Linked DNA regions of Mus musculus: regions 1 and 2 are each linked to region 3. A link is a contact called in public promoter capture Hi-C data. All regions are on one chromosome and are shown on one strand. The core of a region is the stretch at or near the end of the contact, and the rest is flanking DNA. Distances in the headings are between cores, read along the strand shown.

What was found. Promoter capture Hi-C pulls out the DNA fragments that hold promoters and counts their contacts.
Region 1: a contact with region 3 is called in a promoter capture Hi-C map of embryonic stem cells. The contact joins the enhancer-like site here to the promoter of Tubgcp6 in region 3. A contact is called at or near these places in 8 of 39 promoter capture datasets (cranial neural crest, embryonic stem cells, liver and 3 more), 2 of 115 datasets of contacts at active chromatin or transcription factors (effector CD8 T cells and pancreatic cancer cells) and 3 of 9 other capture datasets (adipose tissue, liver and pancreatic islet).
Region 2: a promoter capture Hi-C map of pre-B cells shows a contact between it and region 3. The contact joins the promoter of Sbf1 here to the promoter of Tubgcp6 in region 3. A contact is called at or near these places in 20 of 39 promoter capture datasets (3T3-L1-derived adipocytes, the C10 cell line, the HPC-7 cell line and 13 more), 2 of 15 datasets of contacts at CTCF or cohesin (CD8 T cells and large pre-B cells), 15 of 484 Hi-C or Micro-C datasets (B cells, CD4 T cells, CD8 T cells and 7 more), 7 of 115 datasets of contacts at active chromatin or transcription factors (CD4 T cells, the SCID.adh cell line, cardiomyocytes and 4 more) and 4 of 9 other capture datasets (adipose tissue, embryonic stem cells, liver and 1 more).

What each region holds. Positions count from the first base shown.
Region 1 is chr15:88,879,811-88,882,921 of GRCm38.p6, reverse strand. No RefSeq gene overlaps it. Among named protein-coding and RNA genes, the nearest start is that of Gm38643, 4.1 kb to the left of the region's middle. Within about 2 kb of position 1,476, at least 10 of the 459 cell types and tissues checked have an H3K27ac peak or open chromatin away from gene starts, as enhancers often do. A contact at or near this core is called in embryonic stem cells, where this site is marked.
Region 2 is chr15:89,314,045-89,316,908 of GRCm38.p6, reverse strand. Sbf1 (SET binding factor 1) reads left to right here and starts at 1,598. Exons shown (of 41, transcript NM_001170561.1): 1 at 1,598-1,847. The coding sequence starts at 1,793.
Region 3 is chr15:89,121,728-89,124,824 of GRCm38.p6, reverse strand. It overlaps Tubgcp6 (tubulin, gamma complex associated protein 6), which reads left to right and starts at 1,675. Exons shown (of 25, transcript NM_001163319.1): 1 at 1,675-2,748. The coding sequence starts at 2,008. It overlaps Hdac10 (histone deacetylase 10), which reads left to right. Exons shown (of 20, transcript NM_199198.2): 15 at 21-112; 16 at 237-293; 17 at 572-650; 18 at 824-1,006; 19 at 1,101-1,260; 20 at 1,346-1,522. The coding sequence ends at 1,359.

The DNA of each region.
Region 1 (3,111 bases), core at 227-2,726, 240 kb after region 3:
GGTCTCCAATTAACAGTGATCCTCCTGTCTCTGCCTCCCAACTGTCTCTGCCTCCCAAGTGTTAGAATTAATGGTCTGTGCTAACCACACCCTTACCCCACCCCACACACACACACACACACCCCTTGCCCCAGCTTGATGTCACTTTTTTTCAACTCCAAGTTCAGTGAGAGGAAGAGAAGCCAGGAAGAGCCTGGGCCTTTGATTAAAACACCTGGGAGACATCTCAACCCATCGTTGGAACAAAGGGTTCCCGAAGTACAGGCAGGAAGGCCAAGGAATCCGGTCTTGGCACTATGGGAAGCGCTGTTGGGCAAAAACCCCAATGAGGGCTCCTGGGCCCCAACCGCCAGCCCAGAGAGCCAGGTTGGCCAGGCCTGAGCGCAAAGAACCCAAAACAAGGAGTAGTCAGGCTGTGTCCTGGTGCTGACAGGCAAGTGGAGTGAAGACACATCCTGCCAAGTGGAGCTTTGCGAAGATGCCACCTGGTGAGGACTGGGGAGGGTGGAAAGGGCATAGAAACCCGGAGCTTCTGGGAGTCCGGGCTGTAGGGCTAGCAGAAGGCGAGAGTCGGCTCAGTCTTCAGGCAGGATGGAGGACCATGTCCCTGTGAGCCTGCTCCTGGTCTAGCTCCCAGACTCTTCTGGAGTCATCCTGAATCAATACGTCTTCCAATTAGAATTCTGGTTATTTTAATGGTGGTTTTAAACTGCTGCTTATTATGTTGAAAGTTAATAGATTGGAATTGCTTTTTTTCTAAAGCTCTGCCCTGATTCCGTTTAAACATTGCTTTGTAAGGCTGCGGATTGTCTCGTTTGGTGTGAATCCCCGGTCCTCTACCCAGCAAACCGCCCCCGACCCGTGCCACGTAAATGACAGTAAGCATAGTTTTGCGTTTCATTGGCTCCAAGAATGTGTAAGGACAAGACACAGAGATCACGGAGCACATGGAGAGGCGGTGGGGATGTGAGCCGACCCAATGATTGGGCCTAGGAGATGGCAGAGAGGTGGAAGCTGTTCTGAGGCTGCGGGTGGGGCCGCGCATGAGCACAGCACCTGGAGGTTGCAGGGCCACGTGTAGGATGTAAGAACTGGCTTTGAGGAGAAAGGGTGACTCAGCGAGAGTGTAAGCCACTGCGATGTGGGAGAGAGAAGGTAGGCGAGGTACTCCTCGCCTGGATCAAGGTAAAGTGACCTTTAAAAAGGGCATCTGGGATACTCTGGGATGGAGTGAATTAGATCACCTACCTCCCTGTGAAACCATAGTTTCTTGGGCAGGTGCATCCTGGCTCCAAGCAGAAGCGCCCCCCCCCCCCGGGGGACCAGCCAGGAGCTGGCACAAACACATCCCTGGCCCCACACCTCCCAAACGGAGGTCTGGTTTCCACCGTGTCCCTGTCCTCCGGGCCTACTGGAGCAGGTTCACAGTTCCCCTGGGGCTGTAGTGCACAGGTGGGGACCAGCAGCAGCTGCGGGGCGGTTCCTGCGACCTGAGACTCATCCTGGGAGCACAGAGGAGGTGACTGTCGCCAGGGAGCAGACAGGGTTTGGCTCCTGAACCCTCTGGGCCAGGGAAAGGGGTCACATCTGCTATAGGGGGAAGGGCAAAGTCTCCCCTGGGCCTCAAGCTTCGTGATTAAGGAAGGCAGCCAGGAATACAACCTCAGGGCTTGAGGCCAGGTGAAACTTAGAAGTCTGATTTCTGCCTCAAGTTCCCAGGAGCTGAGCATCTGATAACCCCCTGTTGATACCCCACCACCCCAGCTTATTTCACTAGGGAAAGGACCTCCAACTGCAAAGAGCTCACTCAGACACCCAGGGAAGCTGCGGGCTCACCTCTCTTCCTCATTGTTTACTCTGATTCTGATTCTTGATGGGTGACCCCGTGTGTGTGTGACCCCCATGAGGGTTTGCAAGCCTCTGAGCTTGGGCTTCCTGGCGATTCACATCTGGGTTCTCTGGTTTCCATACCTGAAGGAGTTAGGTCTCTTGCATCTGTGTATGTGCAGACCTGTGTCTACTCCCAGCAAGCTCGCCTTGCCTTTCCCTTCAGCCCTTCCTCTCTAGCATGCACTTGCGTGCATGTGTACGGAGGCTAGACCTACATTCCCTCCGTGCTGTTTCCAGACCATCTCTCCTGCTCTGCTGATCTTCGCACCCGTCATTTTCCCTTTCACCCCACATGCTGACGAATAAGGCAGAGTGAGACCTACCACTATCTTTTAAAGACAAGGCCTCACTGTGAATCTCTGACTGGCATAAAACTCACCGTGTAGACCTAGACAAATTTGGCGTGTTCCTTCTGCCTCTGGGTGCCGGGATTGCAGGCTCAACTCCCACCATGGCAGCCTGCTAGCTCAGACCTGGTGTTTGTCTTAGTCAGTGTTCTATTGCTGTGAAGAGACACCATGAGCCAGGCAATTCTTATAAAAGAAAGTGTTTAATTGGGGCTTGCTTAGAGTTTCGGAGGCTTAGTCCATTGTCCTCATGGTGGCATTCAGGCAGACATGGCAGCTGAGAGTTTTACATCCAGAGCAGCAGGCAGCAGGGAGAGAGAGCCTCTGGACCTGGCTTGGGCTTTGAAACATCAAAGCCCTCCCTCAGTGACACACTTCCTCCAACAATGCCACACCTCCTAATCCTTCTCAAGTAGTGCCCTAATGACTAAGCATTCAAATTATAAGTTTTTAAGGTCACTCTTATTCCTACCACTACAATTTTAGTTTTTCTAGTTCTGTTCCTCCCATGTACATTTTAGAATCAGTTTATCTATGTTTTCGCTAAAGATCCTACTAGAAACAAGCATGGTGGTATACACATAGCACTTGGAAAGTGGAAGCAGGAGGCAGGAGAATTATGAGCCCCCCAAAGTTGAGCCTCACCTATATGTCAAAGTCCGGTCTAGCCTGAGCTACATGAGACCTGCATCTAAACAAAGGAATCCTACTCAATTTGGTGTTATCTTGTGTTAGCATCTTGCTTTAGCAAGATGACTTAGTAGGTAGAGTGACCTGAGATCCATCTCCAAACCCACATACAGATGGGAGGAAGGAATTGATATCACAAAGTTGTTCCCTGACAGCCACATGGGCACCAAGGCACATGTACCCG
Region 2 (2,864 bases), core at 349-2,848, 190 kb before region 3:
GAAGGCTGTGAGCCACCATGTGGTTGCTGGGAATTGAATTCAGGACCTCCAGAAGAGCAGTCAGTGCTCTTAACCTCTGAGCCATCTCTCCAGCCCCCTGCCACCATTTCTTACGAGTATAGAGACGAGTTTTAGTTGATTGACAGAAGCAGCCAACTCAATCAAGTTCAAACACAGGTTTTAAGCAGAAAGGAAGATTTTGCAGCTCACCTGGCATTGGCAAAGGAGAGCTAGGTTTGTGTCTCTGTGCACAGAACTTTCCTAGGACAGTCTTTTCCTCTTCCCCTCTTTTATTTATTTTTATTTTATCTTATTTTTTTCAAGACAGGGCTTCCTGGCTGTTCTGGAACTAGCTCCGTAGACCAGGCTGGCTTCAAACTCCATCTGCTTCTGACTCCCAAGCGCTTTAATTAAAGGCGTGCGCTGCCACCACCACCATGACCACCAAGCTCATCCCCCTCTCTTAAAAAAGACATTTTCACTTTATGTGTATGGGTGTTTTCCCTGCATGTATGTCCACGCACCACCACAAACACGTTCCGGAGGCCAGAAGGGGGCGACAGATCCCCCTGGACCCAGAATTGCAGGCGAGGGTGCTGCAAATCCAGCACAGATTCCCATAACCTCTAAACTATCTCTCCAGAAAGGCCCTTATATCTCCTGTTTTTTGGACACATGGTTTCCTGATGAAGCCAAGGAGACTGGACTGGAATTCATGAACGACCTGCTTCAGCTTCTCAAGGGCCGAGACTCTTTATACACGTACACTGACGACTGGACTCGTCTCTCCTGAGATTGCTTTCATTCATTCTCCAGATCTTGCAGGTGGAGGGAACACGATGCTAATAGGTGGCTTGTCTTTCAGTTCTCACAGAAAACTAAACTCATCAACAAGCAAGCCTAGTCCTCCCCCTTTAATCTCCTGGTCAAGGACCTTGCCTCTCCTACAAGTGTCCATTCCTGTATTACTGCAAGAGGCCTGGCCAACCCCCTGACCTCCAGGGCGATCCAACTTCGCAGGAAGGTGACTCAAGCTGGAACTTTTTTTTTTTTTTTTTTAAATGCAGGTGTTGGATATCCCATCCATCCAATGGTGAAATATCTAGCTGCCCCTTTTTGCACTAGGAACTTAAAAAAAAAAAGCCTGTAAAGTCTTTCCCTTGGCCACCATAAGATTGGCAGGGTGAGTGGCGAAGCCATGACACTCCTCCATCCCCCAGCTCGGTCCTCTAGTTTGGGAGACTGGCTGGACAAGGCCTGAGCTCCACTGGTTTGCTTCAGGCAGACTGAGCTGGACCACGCCCCTGACCCTCGGAGTTAGGCTCTCCCAAGGGTGAGGTCCAGGTCTCCCTTCATTCCGGGGCTTCAGTTCCGACGGGGAAGTATGCCCTAATCCTGACCGGTGGTGCTTCAGGTCGAAATGTCGGCCGCGGGACCAGGGTAGCTGACCCGCCCCGGCCGCCGTAAGCTTCACCCGCCCAAAGGGTTGAGCCGGTCCTTGAGCATGAGGTAGTAGGCGGGGCAGCGCCCTCTGGACCCGCCCCATGCGGAGTGGCCCAATGGAAGCGCACTGTGCCAGGTCCCGCCTACACGGGAGGGGCAGAACTGCGCAGGCTCCTGAAGCGCCCGGGCGGGCCGGCTGGCTGGGAAGATGGCGGCGGAAGCCCTGGTCAGCGGCGCCGCAGAGGAGCGGGCCCGGGGTGTCCCAAGTGTGCAGCTTAGGGCCAGCGCCGGGCCATGAGCGCGCCGCCATCGAACCCTCGAGCCGTGGAGCCCGCCTGCGCCCCTTGCCATGGCGCGGCTCGCGGACTACTTCGTGCTGGTGGCGTTCGGGCCGCACCCGCGCGGTGAGTCTCAGCGCCGAGGGGGACGAGCTGGGGGGGACTGAGGGACTGGGACTGAGGACTCGAAGCTAAGAAGACCCGGCCGGAGGCAGGGTCAGGAGTTGGGGCCGAGCTCTCGGGGCTCTCGAAAAGAGGCCTCCGTAGTTATTGGCCACGGTGGCGTCGGGGCAACCCGCGAGGACCCCGGACGACATGGCCTGTGTAAGAAACATCCCTCCTACACCTGGGCACCTGCGTCGCTGTTCCGAGGTGGGCAGGGGCGTGTCGCTCGGGCGTGGGAGGCTGGAGGACCCTGCTGCAGTTCGGTCTCCCCGATTCCAAGTTGGGTGGGATGGGCTCACCCCGCCTTGGCCGCCTGCCGGTGGCTGGGTCTGGGAATTTCAGAGAGGGGGGCGGAACGTTTTCGTCTTCCAGCTTCTCTGACCCAGTGCTAGGTCTGAAGCCTCAAGCACCGCTTGATGGGGTGCAGTGGAGGGGGAGGGGTTCGTCGGTGGTATGGAGCCGGACTTCAGACGAAAGTGTCACACTTGGAGGAGAGCATTCCTGGTGTTCAAGCCTCTAAGCCAGGCCCCTCAGCGGGGGATCAGTGTGGTGATCTAGGAGGCCCTGATCTGGAGTCAGCACCTGTGTCTGAGAGCCCTTCAGTCCTGGGGGTAGGAGAAAACGGAGCCTGACAGTGACATCAACCACAGCCATGGAGACAACAGTGTTGGGGGGTGTTGGCTGGAGTCCTCAGTGTGCCAGGCCCTGCACAACCCTTTGTGTGTATGATCTCATTTCTCCCAATAGCCCACTGAGATTGCCTTGCTGTTGCCCTATCTTCAGCATAGAATCTGGCATAGAGAAGTTGAGTGTGTGGGTCTGGAATGGAGGCTGGGACTTGTACTCTGGCTGTCAGAGTCCACCTGCAGAGGGGCGGTATCTTAGGGACAACTGTGGCCAGATGAGGTAGCCCCTTAATCCCTAGATGTAATGCTTCCTACCGTGTTCCAGTTATCTATTCCACACAGTTATTCTGCT
Region 3 (3,097 bases), core at 426-2,925:
GCCTGTTGTTTATTCTGTAGATAAGAAATGCCATAGCAACCACAACTGCCCTCGCCACAGCAGCAACATTGGATGTACTCATTCAGCGATGCCTAGCTCGCAGAGCTCAGAGGTAAACTCTGCTTGGTTGACTTGAGTCCCCAAGGACCTGGGAGTACCCACTCAATGGCATAGGGAGGGCCCTCAAATGGATACTGGACAATGTGAGCCCAGCCCATCCTGGGTCAACTTCTTAGGGTGCTCTGTGTGGCCCTGGGACAACTGGATCGACCCCTGGACCTTGCAGATGATGGGTATGATTCTCTAGCTTATACATCTCAGTTGTGCATGGACAGGTAGTGGGCATGTGACTGGGAATCCAGGGTCACCGTTGGGTGAGAACACTGCTTCCCATAGGTGCAGTTTGAGAGTGGATGCCCCAGAACACAGTGCCATACCAGGTTGACAGTCACTTACGCCCCCACCCCCCTGGCCCCAAGCTCTCCTCTGTCTTTTATTGATAAGCCCTGGGAAGGGTGAGCAGGGTCTCCTGCATTATGTGTCTATGGCCCTGGTGCTTTCTCTTGAGAAGGAGAATTCTGTGGCTCAACATCCGGGGCAAGGATGCAGCCATCCAGTCCATGTTCCACTTCTCCACTCCACTGCCACAGGTGAGTGGCTGTGTTGGGGTTGGAGAGCTTCTCCGCCCCCCCCCCCCCGCCGGTCTCTCTGGGGGTTCCTGTTCACAACCCAGGGTCCCTGAGATTGGGGGTGGGGTGGGCGACAGGAGCCACTAGCAGTGCCCTTTAGATGAGAGTCTGAGGCTCTGCTATTGTCCCTACAGACAACTGGAGGGTTTCTGAGCCTCATTCTGGGTCTGGTACTGCCCTTGGCCTATGGTTTCCAGCCTGATATGGTGTTGATGGCACTGGGGCCTGCCCATGGCCTGCAGAACGCTCAAGCTGCTCTCTTGGCTGCAATGCTTCGGAGCCCAGTAGGGGGCCGAATTCTAGCTGTAGTGGAAGAGGTAAACTGGGTAGGGTGGCTACGTTATATGGGTGGAAGGTGGGCAGAAACAACTGTCTCATTGCGGCGCCCAAACCCCACTCTCTCCGAGCCAGGAATCCATACGCCTGCTTGCAAGGAGCCTGGCGCAGGCATTGCATGGAGAAACACCTCCCAGTCTGGGTCCTTTCTCGAAGGCCACTCCAGAGGAGATCCAGGCTCTGATGTTTCTAAAAGCTCGGCTGGAGGCTCGCTGGAAATTGCTGCAGGTGGCTGGTGAGGCACACAGGGGCAAAGGCGACGCCCTACGTTAGAACTACGTGGAGCCAGCTTCACCAACGAGTCAACTTTGCTTTTCCAGCTCCTCCACCATAATAACAGTGATTGCCAGTCGCTTGAAATCGGTCAAGGTGGGCGATTCACACGTGAAAAATAGCACACTCGGGCCCCAGCGAACCATGGCCCGAGACCTACGTCCCGTCTGCGGCCCAGGCGTCCTCTACCTCCAGAACAATAAACATCGGCCAAACACAACACATCTCTGTCTCCGTTACTGAGTTCACTCCCATCAAATTATCCAAGATGCTAGGTTCTAGCTCTGAAAGCTGAGGCTGAGGCCTCGCCCACTTAGGGCGGGCCTGATGACGTATTTCCCGTGCGTCTCCTGGTGTTGTCTGCCGTCGCGTGGGTGTGACGCCAGAGCGGCGGGAGTCCCAGTTCGGGCGTCCCGGGCTTGCAGGCTGGTCATGGGGCGTACGCATTCGGTCGGTAAACTTGTCATGGTCCGGGAGAGCCGAGGACGAGCGCCAGGTGGAGGCTGAGGGCTGTTAGGGTCGCGGCGTGTGGCCTCTTGCAGTGCGAAACCTGAGACGCGGATGCCGGGTTGCCGGGTGTGGAGCCACGGGCGGTCCGCTTTTTGAGCCTGGCTCACCTACGGTGAGCTTTGGCCTTTGAGAGCATGAAGTGACTCCTAGGTGCAAAGTTTACCAGTCAGGAGGGTCCTGGGCTGAAAAGAGAGTGACTATGGCCAGCATCACCCAGCTGTTCGATGACCTCTGCGAGGCTCTCTTACCTGCTGCCCAAGCTCGCCCCGGCCAGCGCAGTGTGAACAGGAAGAGGGCGAAGCGGAGCCTTAAGAGGGTGGCCTACAATGCCCTTTTCGCAAATCTTTTTCAAGAGGACACCCATCAACGGCAGCCCGACTCGTCGAAGCTCCCCGTGAAAAACAAGGTCCTCATGCTGTCCTTCGATTTGAGGGTGGGGGGCTTGGGGCCAGAGGCTGACCGTTTGGAGGAGCTCGTGGAGAAACTTGAAGCAGCCCCTGACTGTCCTTTTGTGGAGGTAGCATCAGTGTTGGACCTCTTAGTTCAGCTGGCAGGAAGTGGCCCCCCTCAAGTGCTGCGTAGAAAACGGGATTACTTCTTTAACAACAAGCATGCAGGCCGAAACATACCCTACAGCGGCTACGATTGCTATGACTTGAGTGTGTTTGAAATGGACGTTCGGTCATTTATCTCTGGGGAGGAGAATTTGTGTCATCACACGGTCCAGGAAGCGCTTCAGGTGATGGAGGCTGCCCCAGGCACTGGCCTGCCCACCGTTGGGCTCTTCTCAATTGGTGACTCTTGTGGTGACAGGTTTGAGAGAGACACCAGGGTCTCCCTCTTTGGTGCACTTGTGCATAGCCGCACCTATGACATGGATGTGCGACTGGACCTACCACCTGTGCCAGACAGCGCGGACTTCTCTGGACTAGCCATCAAGGTAGTATTTCTTTCCCTTTCAGTAACCCTAGAGGTTTGGAAAATTCTTTTACCTGGTACTGTTGGCAAGCTTCTGTCCAAGCCTCAGGTGAGCAGACAGTCATGATGTAGAGGTGTTGGGGAGGATTTGCTGGCATCCTTTTGCACAGGAATGTCCTAGCTGCTCACCAGTAAGCAAAACACAACGTGCACCTTTCCCATCCTGTTCCTCAAGAGCTTCTTGTTAAGTCACTTCTCTAGTGCTGTTAGTTCAGAAATCAGATTAATTAAAATGAAGAGAGGCAGTGGTGGTACACACCTTTAATCCCAGCACTTGGGAGGCAGAGGCAGGCGGATTTCTGAGTTCGAAG